Linked DNA regions of Sus scrofa: region 1 is linked to region 2. Evidence: chromatin contacts called from public Hi-C data. All regions are on one chromosome and are shown on one strand. The core of a region is the stretch at or near the end of the contact, and the rest is flanking DNA. Distances in the headings are between cores, read along the strand shown. Region 1 holds the start of RANGAP1 (ran GTPase-activating protein 1). Region 2 holds the start of XRCC6 (X-ray repair cross complementing 6).

Region 1 (4,501 bases), core at 1,971-4,470, 280 kb before region 2:
ATCTGAAGCAGGAAGTCAGGCCTGTATCTTGGGACGGCCACCAACTGTGGTCCCTTGTTGCTCACCATCCTCTCCAAGAGACAAAGGGGCCTTGCCCAGCTGCCGGCCCAGGCGGTCACCAGCAGGGATGCCTCCCGCGGGCTCAGAGGCAAGGCATCTTTAAGCCTCACTGGGACAGACCCAACCAGAGCTCACAGAACTGCTGGGACAAATAACGTGACAGTGAAGCTAGGCGGGCCCGGCAAGCAGGAAGAGTAAGTGCTCGCGTGTTCACTCCTGTGCCTCCCTGGGCGGCTGCAAGGAAACTCACCATCTTCCGCAGTATTGAGTTTGAGGCTCTTGCCCTTGAAACTCAGCTGTCCCCCGGCCACCTGGGTTTTGGCAAGTGTCTCTGCCAGCTTGGCAATGTCTTCAGAGGCCATGTTGGTCACGTTGGTGGGCTCCCCTGGAAATCTGCAAACTGAGGTCAAAGGTCCATTAGGAGAGATGAGTCTCTTGGAGTTCCCGCTGCGGTGCCAGGGAATCACCAGCATCTTGGGAGGGCTGGGACCCAGGTTCAATGCCTGGCCCAGCACAGTGGGTAAAGGATATGGCATTGCTGCAGCTGTGGCCGAGGTGGTGATTGCAGCTGGGATCTGATCCCTGGCCTGGGAGCTCCAAATGCCACGGGATGGCCAAAAAAGAAAAAAAAAAAAAAAAAAAAAGAGAGAGAGAGAGAGAGGGAGAGAGAGGAGTCTCCTGGGCCTCGAGGTTGGAGAGGGGAGGGCAGGACATCAGCCATTTCAGCTGCCCGACCCCACCTGGGCAGCTTAGCAGGGGAGACCTGCTAAGGAAACCCCAAGGGCTAAGCCACTGGGAGAAATAAAAACAGCATTAAGGAAGGCACAGTTCTAAAAAGCTGGAGAAGGCAGCAAGAAAGGAGAAGAATCACTTTTCAGCCTCTGAAGAATGACCATCTCACTACTTCTGCCCAACGTCTCAGCTGAGACCCAAGCAAAGCCCTGTGAACTGACCAGTGAATGGCAATGGAGTCCCAGACAAAGGCTACAAAGAGTCTACCCAGAGCACACACCTGCCAGATCATCTTGGCTGCTCTCTCTTGGAGGGTCCCAGTCCTCAAACAGGACATAGATGGCTAAGGGATCCAGGTCATCCATCCCAAGGAATCCCCCGCCACCCCCGCTGGCATGACTCTGGGGGTGGGGCACAGGGGTCAGCCCACTGCACGTCTGGTTTCAATCTTGGCCAGAAGCCTTATCAGCCCAGGGTAGCCAGACCTCGGGGGTTCCTAGGAGACCAGAAATCTCTACATCACAACAGCCACCATCACAATAGAGCAAAAGGACAGAGCTGTTGAAAAAAAAGAGCTTCCAGCCTAGGGTTCAACAGATCGGTAGAAAGGGTCACTTCACTTCCCCGAAGAGAAATGACAGGTAATCGGGGAAGAATAATGATATTTAGTGTCCCAGATGTTGATAAGAAAAAAAAATTAAGAGGGGAAGGGACAAAGAGGTGTGTTGTTTTGGGGGGGTTTACTGCAATTTAAAGCAGAATGGTTAGAGAAGGTATCATTAAGAAAGAAACAAAGGCTTGAAGGATATCGGGGATTGAGCCATTCAAGTATCTGGGGGAAGAACATTCCTGCAAAAGAAACAGCAAATGCAAAGGCTCCCGTAGGGGAAGGGTGGTTAGAGGAACTGCAAGGAGGGCAGGGGGGCTAGAGCGAGCACAGAGGGGAAGGGGGAAAAGAGGTGAGCGATGAGGAAAAGAGAAATGAAGAAGGGCCTCCGTCGCAAATGGCATTTTAAGAACTCTGGCTTTTACTGTGAGTGACAAATTGAACCAATGATAGAGAGACGGTGGTCTGACAGGTGTGTTGACAGGACCACCTCATCCGCTGCTCCAAGAATGAAGGGATGAAATGGAATAAAAATTAGGAGTTCCCGTCGTGGCTCAGTGGTTAACGAATCTGACTAGGAACCATGAGGTTGCGGGTTTGATCCCTGGCCTTGCTCAGTGGGTTAAGGATCCGGCGTTGCTGTGAGCCGTGGTGTAGGTCACAGACGCGGCTCAGATCCCCCATTGCTGTGGCTCTGGCGTAGGCTGGAGGCTACAGCTCCAATTAGACCCCTAGCCCAGGAACCTCCATGTGCTGCAGGTGCGGCCCTAGAAAAAGACAAAAAAAAAAAAAAAGAATAAAAACTAGCCCGAACCCCACCCCCACCTCTTGTAGTTCTGGTATGAGACAATTTGAGGCTAGAAAAATGAAGGGGAGGCCACCAGATGGAATAGGAACACAGAACTTCAGCTGGAGAAGGGTCCATTTCTCAGTCCAGTACACTCACACCATCCACTATAAAGACTAAGGGACTGGCACACAGAGAGGTGAACTGATTGGTCCAAGGTCTGCAAAGGGCCAGCAAAGCAAAGACTGTCATTACACACACTCTGGACAGGAGTGTCGCAGATTGCCACAGGTACACAGGCACCGCTCCCGTCAAGTGCTAGCAGTGACTCACACTGGCCCCGGGGTCTGCGGCGCCAGTCCAGGCCCTCCGCGCGGCTGTGGGCCCATCGGGTGGTGGCCGCGGAGAAGCGACGCGCGTGTTCAAGCCACAAATGACAAGCGGGAAGCATGGGAGCCCCATCCGGGATCCCAGGCGGACGCGCACCGCCCCCAGATGACACCGACGCTAACAGGACGACGCCACTGCTGGCAGCTGCGGGCTAGGCGGCCGGGGTGGGCCTGACACCTTCTCCAAACTTCAGTTTCCTTACTTGCGTAAATGGCCAGCGCCCCACTCTCACCCCCCTCGCGCGCTCGGCCATCGAGGGCACGAAGAGCTCGGCCGAGAGGGCACGCAGAAAGCGCCCCGGGGAATCATACCTTCCTTGCCCAGTTCCAGGACCGCGCCGCCCCCGCCCCAATCCCAGGCAGGTGACAGATAAAGGCAAGGGACCCGGCTCCTACCGTAAACAGGCGGCGCCGCCGCCGCGTGGGGAGACCGGAGCGCGCGCGTTCGCCCAGGTGGGCGAGGACTGATTTAGGGTCCGGGTCAGATCAGGTCGGGGTCGCTGCCTCCAGTCCAGAGGCCCGATGCCCAGCCCACCTGTCCGTCAGCAATCCCAGCGGTTCTCGCCGCTCGCACCTTCAACACCACCTGCTCCGCGCACCGCGGCGGATGATGGCGGAGGAGGAGGATTTTGAAAGCCGGCAGTTTCTTTCCTTCGATTTGATTTGTTGGAGGCCCGGTCCGGCTCCCCCTTCCCCCTACGCGCGTGGCCTGTCGGGTACGGTAGTCCAGTTCTCCTGCGCGGGACTCAGCGGGGCGCCGCAGGACAGCGCCCGCGGACTACAATTCCCGTGAGGCACCATGTCCAGGGCCCTTCGCGAGTCCCTCTTTGCCCACCCTTTTCGGCTTCTGGCTTTTTCTCCGGGAGGCCACTGGGCGGCGTTTAGCGGTGAGAGCCCAGAGCGACCACAATTCCCTACATGCCTTGCGGCCGGACCATCTGATCCCTTCCGGAAAGGTCCCGGTTCACGTAACTTTATTGACAAAGGCTGCCACTGCCGAAGGCTGGCTGCTGGATCTATTCAGCAAGAAATAGGTATCCATTTCCTAAAGGGAAAGCCTCGGCTTTTTTTTGTCCCATGAAATTGGAAGGACATTCGAAGCCTCTGACATAAATAGCCACAAATTAAAAAGGGGAGGAAAAGGGGGGAATGGTAACCCGATAGCAGAGAAACTTCCACACCACTTTAACTGATCCACTTAACGTCAGTAACCAGACAAACTGACATTCGTCGCACACTTCCCGCAGAGATGTACTGAGAAGGACACAGCATCACCATCCGCATAAAATTAATCATGGGGAAACATGAGGCATTCCTAAACCGAGGGACATGCTACAGAATAACGAGGTCGTGCTCTTCCAAATATGTCTGTGTCATGAAAGACAAAGAACAGCTGAGGAGGAGCTCCCGCTGTGGCCGAACTGGATCCACGCCTTGGAAGCGCTAGGACGCCCGTCTGATCCCCATTCAGGCACAGTGGGTTAAAGGATCCGGAGTTGCCCCTTCAGCTTAGGTTGCAACTGAGGCTCGAATCTGATCCTGGCCCAGGAGCTCCATATCCGCGAGGCAACCAAAAATGAAAATAAATAAATAAAATAAAAAAGAAAAGCTAAGGAATTATTGCAGATTAAAGACACGATTGGGGGAGTTCCTGTTGTATCTCAGGGGGTTACAAACCCTACTGGTATCCCTGAGGATGCGGGTTCGATCCCTGGCCTTGCTCTGTGTGTTAAGGATCCAGCTGTTGCTGCGATCCATGATGTAGAGTCACAGATGCGGCTTGGATCCAGTGTTGCTGTGGCTGATGCTTAGGCCTGCAGCTGCAGCTCAGATTCCACCCCCAGCCTGGGCACGTCCATATACCTAGAGTGTGGCCCTAAAAGAGTGAAAAATAAAAATAAAGACACAATTGGAGTTCCCTCCTAT
Region 2 (4,658 bases), core at 1,495-3,994:
TTGATAATTTTTTTAAATGTCCCCTCCACTAAACATAGAACATCTTGACATAGAACATCTTTGTTTATCACATCATCAGTTAAGCTTAACACTGGCACTAGCACATAGTAGGCACTCAATAAATATCTGTTACATGAATCATGAACCAATGACTCTGAGGCCTTTTCTGCTAAAATCAATAACTATGCAATAAAAGAACCAAAAACATCCAGTGTAAAGGGAGAAGCTTTATGTATGGTTCTAGGAAATATCTAACACCTCACCATGACCAAACTAACAAAATGGCTCCGTTCCAAGAAGCTGAGTTCGAAATTGACTGATGTAATCTATTAGTGACTAGCATCTTCCTCAAACAGTGACTTTGTAAATTTTGCTTTCAAATTTGCCTTACTCATTTTAACAACTGGTAATCTAGGCCCAAACTTCTAATAATGGATCACATAAGAATTATCTGAGGAGTTTATCAAAAACACACATTTATGGATCAAAACTTCAGATGGTTCTTATTTAGTACTTGTGTAATAAGGCTCTAGAATCCATATATTTAAAACTTTGCTTACTTTGAACAGAGAATACATGTATGTAGGACACAAGTCAAAAGATATAAAAAAGTCTACAGCAAGGTCTTCCACTTCTGTCCCCCAGGGTTAAGTTCCTCTTTCCATAAGCTACTACTGTTAGCAATTTTCTTATGTATAATTATTTGCCTAAGAAAGCATGTACATAACTGTTGCTTTATTTTTTTAATTTTTTGGTCTTTTTGCTATTTCTTTGGGCCGCTCCCGCAGCATATGGAGGTTCCCAGGCTAGGGGTCCAATCGGAGCTGTAGCCACCGGCCTACGCCAGAGCCACAGCAACGCGGGATCCGAGCTGCGTCTGCAACCTACACCACAGCTCAAGGCAACGCCAGATCCTTAACCCACTGAGCAAGGGCAGGGACCGAACCCGCAACCTCATGGTTCCCAGTCGGATTCGTTAACCACTGCGCCACGACGGGAACTCCATAACTGTTGCTTTAAACATACTTGCGTATCTAAAGAACTGTTCCAACTTCATTTTCCCTATTCCCACTTAACAGGGTATGTTGGAAATGAACGTATATTTCTATATTTTTAACAAGCATCCTAGGTGATTCTGATGTGAAGCCGAATACAGGACTCATTCACTGGCCCAGGGTCAACCCCCTGAGACACATTAGAAACTCAAGGACATTAAAACTCCAAAGTAGCCTGGCTTACTTGACCTCTGCCATCTTGTCTCAGGAACATAAACATTCTCTAATGTCTCCCCAGAAGCCAGGAAAAACTAGCCATTCAAATGGATGTTGCCAAAGCTGTTCAGTTTTCAATTCCCAGAATCCTTTCCTGCCTAGTACCATCTGAAATCACACACCTGACAACTCCTGCATTACACAAGACATTTTGGTATTTGGGTTATAGAGAGGTTTGATCTACACTGAACTAGGGCTGACTTCCTCTCCTGGGGGTAAGTAGTTTAATGGAGCACTACGGAAACCCTTCCCTTACTAATCCTTACGCGCACAACAGCATCCTATTCTCCCCCAGAATTGCTTTCTTACCATCTGGGCAGAAACGGTGAACTCAGAAACTGCTGAGAAGACGTCAGGGTCAGACCGAACTTGTTGATTTCTTGAGTTCGGGCTCCAGCCGACCCGACTTAGCTGGGCGCCTGTGCAGCTCTAGCTCTCCCTTCCCACCTACCCCAGGGACTGCAGGAGTTCCCTTTTGGCACGGAGGGAGGGCTCTCCTCCGCAGTGTCCCTTTCACCGCGAGGGGAACCGCGCGCCAGGCATCTGCACCATCTCCACACAGCGCCGAGGAAGAAGGAGCGTAGACGGCTCCTCAGGCGACGAGTCAAGGCGCCCACCGGGACCCAGAGCCGGCTTCCCCCACCTCCCGGCTGAAGGGGCTCTGAAGGGCTACGGGAGGGTGTGACTCCGCCATCCTTTCTCCCTGAATTCAAACGTGAAGATGGGCCAGTGGGGCTGAAGGGGCCCAACCTCAGACTCACTCCTTCTCCACTCGGGCTGTTCTCCATCCCGTGGGCCCCGCGCCTCCCCCTCAGCCGTGGCCCAGGCCTCCCCACCTCGGCCCGCCGTCCCGGCACCCTCGCGCCCGGCTCCCGCCCCCCCTGCCGCCCGCCCCATTCCCCTCACCCAGCATGATGGGGCTGAGCCGCCGGGCCAGGCCCTTGGACAGGTCGTACACGTAGAGCTTCACCGGATAGAGATTCGGCGGCTCCATCGGGACCCGTGGCGGCTGGGGCCACGAAGTCCCTCAGGCACCCGGCAGCGGCTAGGACCTTCCCGTACCCGACGGGGGCGGGGAGCGGAGGGAGGGGGGAGACCGAGCCCGGGCCCGGCCTGAGGGGCGGGGGAGAGGCCGCCCAGCGCTGCTCGCGCCCCCGCACCCGCCACCGGCAACGACTACTATGAGGTGACAGAGCGCGGACGGGCAGGGTCCTCGCGGAAGACCGGGCGGGGGCGGGGACGCATTCTCGCGCATGTGCGCGCAGCCCTGACGGCCGGCGGGGGGCGGGGTTTCGACGGAGGGCGGGGCTCTGCGGACGGGGTGGGGTTAGAGCGGGACTCCTGTGGAAAGGGCCTTGTGGGAGTGGGCGTGTCAGCGGGACGGGGAAAGGACGCACTCTGCGTGGTGACGTAAGGGGCTTTGATTGGGAGCGAGAACTGGACGTGTGTGGCGCCCCGCCTTCTCCCGGTAATTGATCTTTTCTTTGCGCCCAAGGTAGGCGGGAGGGAGTTGTGTTCTGTGTTTGTTGCTCGCTGGTTGGGGCTGGCTTCGTCCTGCTTTGCCCACTCAGCCTTGCGCATCCCAGTAGCCTCTCCGCGGGACAGTGTCAGCCAGAAGTGTGGGGACTCGAGGCGTGGAGACAGCTTCTCTGATTCCCTTTCCTTCCTCCCGGGGGGAGACAGCACCCGGTGTTGGAGGTCCACTTGCGTTTGAGAAACCTCACTAGGCAAAGCTGAAGAATTGGGGCAGATGTGGGGGCGGGATGAAGACAGGTGGATCTGCTTAAGGACCGAGTACCCTGAACTAGGGATCTCTGAAGTCCAGATGACTGGACCTCCAGGTCAGACTGCCCTGGCACAACCTTCAGAGTGGTCAGCCCAGGCCGCTGGCCCTGAAGTGTCCTTAAGGAATAGCTAAGGTGAAGCTGCTTCTGGAATGATCCCCATGCCCATTTATCTCTGCACCTCAATTACCAAGCTCTTCAGGTAGCAGGATCCAGCATCCGCATACCTCTCGAGTAACCTCCAGCCTTTAGGACAGATCTCAGAGGAGCCTAGGAGTTGATAGCTTTTAGGTTTAAATTTGCTTGTTACTGACCTTAACTTTCCTTCACCTAGTGAGCAGTAACCAACATGTCAGGGTGGGAGTCTTATTACAAAAACCAGGGCGATGAAGAAGAAGAGGAGGAGGGCCGTGAAACGGGTGGTGAGTGACTTTCACTAACATGTACGGATCCGTGTGTGAAAGACTTTCCCTGCCTCTCTCTGTTGGGTGACCTTTGCTGTCTCATGGCCCACCCTTTTCTCCCAAGAGAATCTCAAATACTTTTCTCTCTTTGAACTTTGCAGAGCTACTCTTAGTCTTCACGACATTATAACCTTAAACTTTATTTTTATTTTTGATTTTTAGGGCCGCACCCGTGCCATATGGAGGTTCCCAGGCTAGGGGTCCAATTGGAGCTACAGCTGCTGGCCTACGCCACAGCAACGCAGATCCAAGCTGCATCTGCGACCTACACCATAGCTCATGGCAACGCCGGGTCCTTAAACCACTGAGCGAGGCCAGGGATCGAACCTGAAACCTCACAGTTCCTAGTCAGATTCGTTAACCACTGCGCCACGATGGGAGCTCCAGACTTTCTTTTTAAATTAAAATATAGTTGATGTACAATGTTGTGACAGTTTCTGCCATACAGCAAAGTGACCCAGTCACATATATATACACAAATATATACACATTTCCTTTCTTATTGTATCTTTCTTGTTTTTTTTTTAGGGCTGCACCTGAGGCATATGGAGGTTCCCAGGCTCGGGGTCCAATCGGAGCTACAGCTGCCAGCCTACACCACAGCAATGTGGGATCCGAACTGTGTCTGTGATGTACACCACATTTCACGGCAAAAACTGGATCCTTTAACCCACTGAATGAGGCCACGGATCAAACCCACATCCTCATGGATACTAGTTGGGTTTGTAACCTGCTGAGCCTCAAAGAGAACTCCCTGGAAGTTTTTGCATAAGAATTTTTCCATATCTGAGGAGTGCCTATTGTGGCTCAGCAGGTTAAGAACCCGATATAGAGGCTTTGAGGATGCAGGTTTGATCCCTGGCCTCACTCAGTGGGTTAAGGATCAGGCCTTGCTGCAAGCTGAGGTGTAGGTCACAGATGAGGTTCAGATCCATTGTGGCTGTGGCTGTGGCATAGGTCAGCAGCTGTAGCTCCTATTCAGCACATAGCTCGGGAACTTCCATATGCTGCAGGTGAGGCTGTAAAAAGAAAAAGAAAAAAATATATTTTCCATATCATATTTTCCTAAGATAGATTCCTAAGAAGAATTCACTGACTCAAGTTAAAATTTTTGTTTAAGGCTCTTGACACATATTGTT

The links. Hi-C and Micro-C count contacts between places; a contact is called where the count stands out from the background.
Region 1: a Hi-C map of heart right ventricle shows a contact between it and region 2, with 2.4 times the contacts expected there. The contact joins the promoter of RANGAP1 here to the promoter of XRCC6 in region 2. A contact is called at or near these places in 1 of 47 Hi-C or Micro-C datasets (heart right ventricle) and 1 of 2 datasets of contacts at active chromatin or transcription factors (alveolar macrophages).

What each region holds. Positions count from the first base shown.
Region 1 is chr5:7,209,693-7,214,193 of Sscrofa11.1, reverse strand. It overlaps RANGAP1 (ran GTPase-activating protein 1), which reads right to left and starts at 3,220. Exons shown (of 17, transcript XM_021091461.1): 1 at 2,972-3,220; 2 at 311-460. The coding sequence starts at 422.
Region 2 is chr5:6,927,167-6,931,824 of Sscrofa11.1, reverse strand. XRCC6 (X-ray repair cross complementing 6) reads left to right here and starts at 2,744. Exons shown (of 13, transcript NM_001190185.1): 1 at 2,744-2,766; 2 at 3,390-3,477. The coding sequence starts at 3,405. It overlaps DESI1 (desumoylating isopeptidase 1), which reads right to left and starts at 2,454. Exons shown (of 6, transcript NM_001243397.1): 1 at 2,178-2,454. The coding sequence starts at 2,265.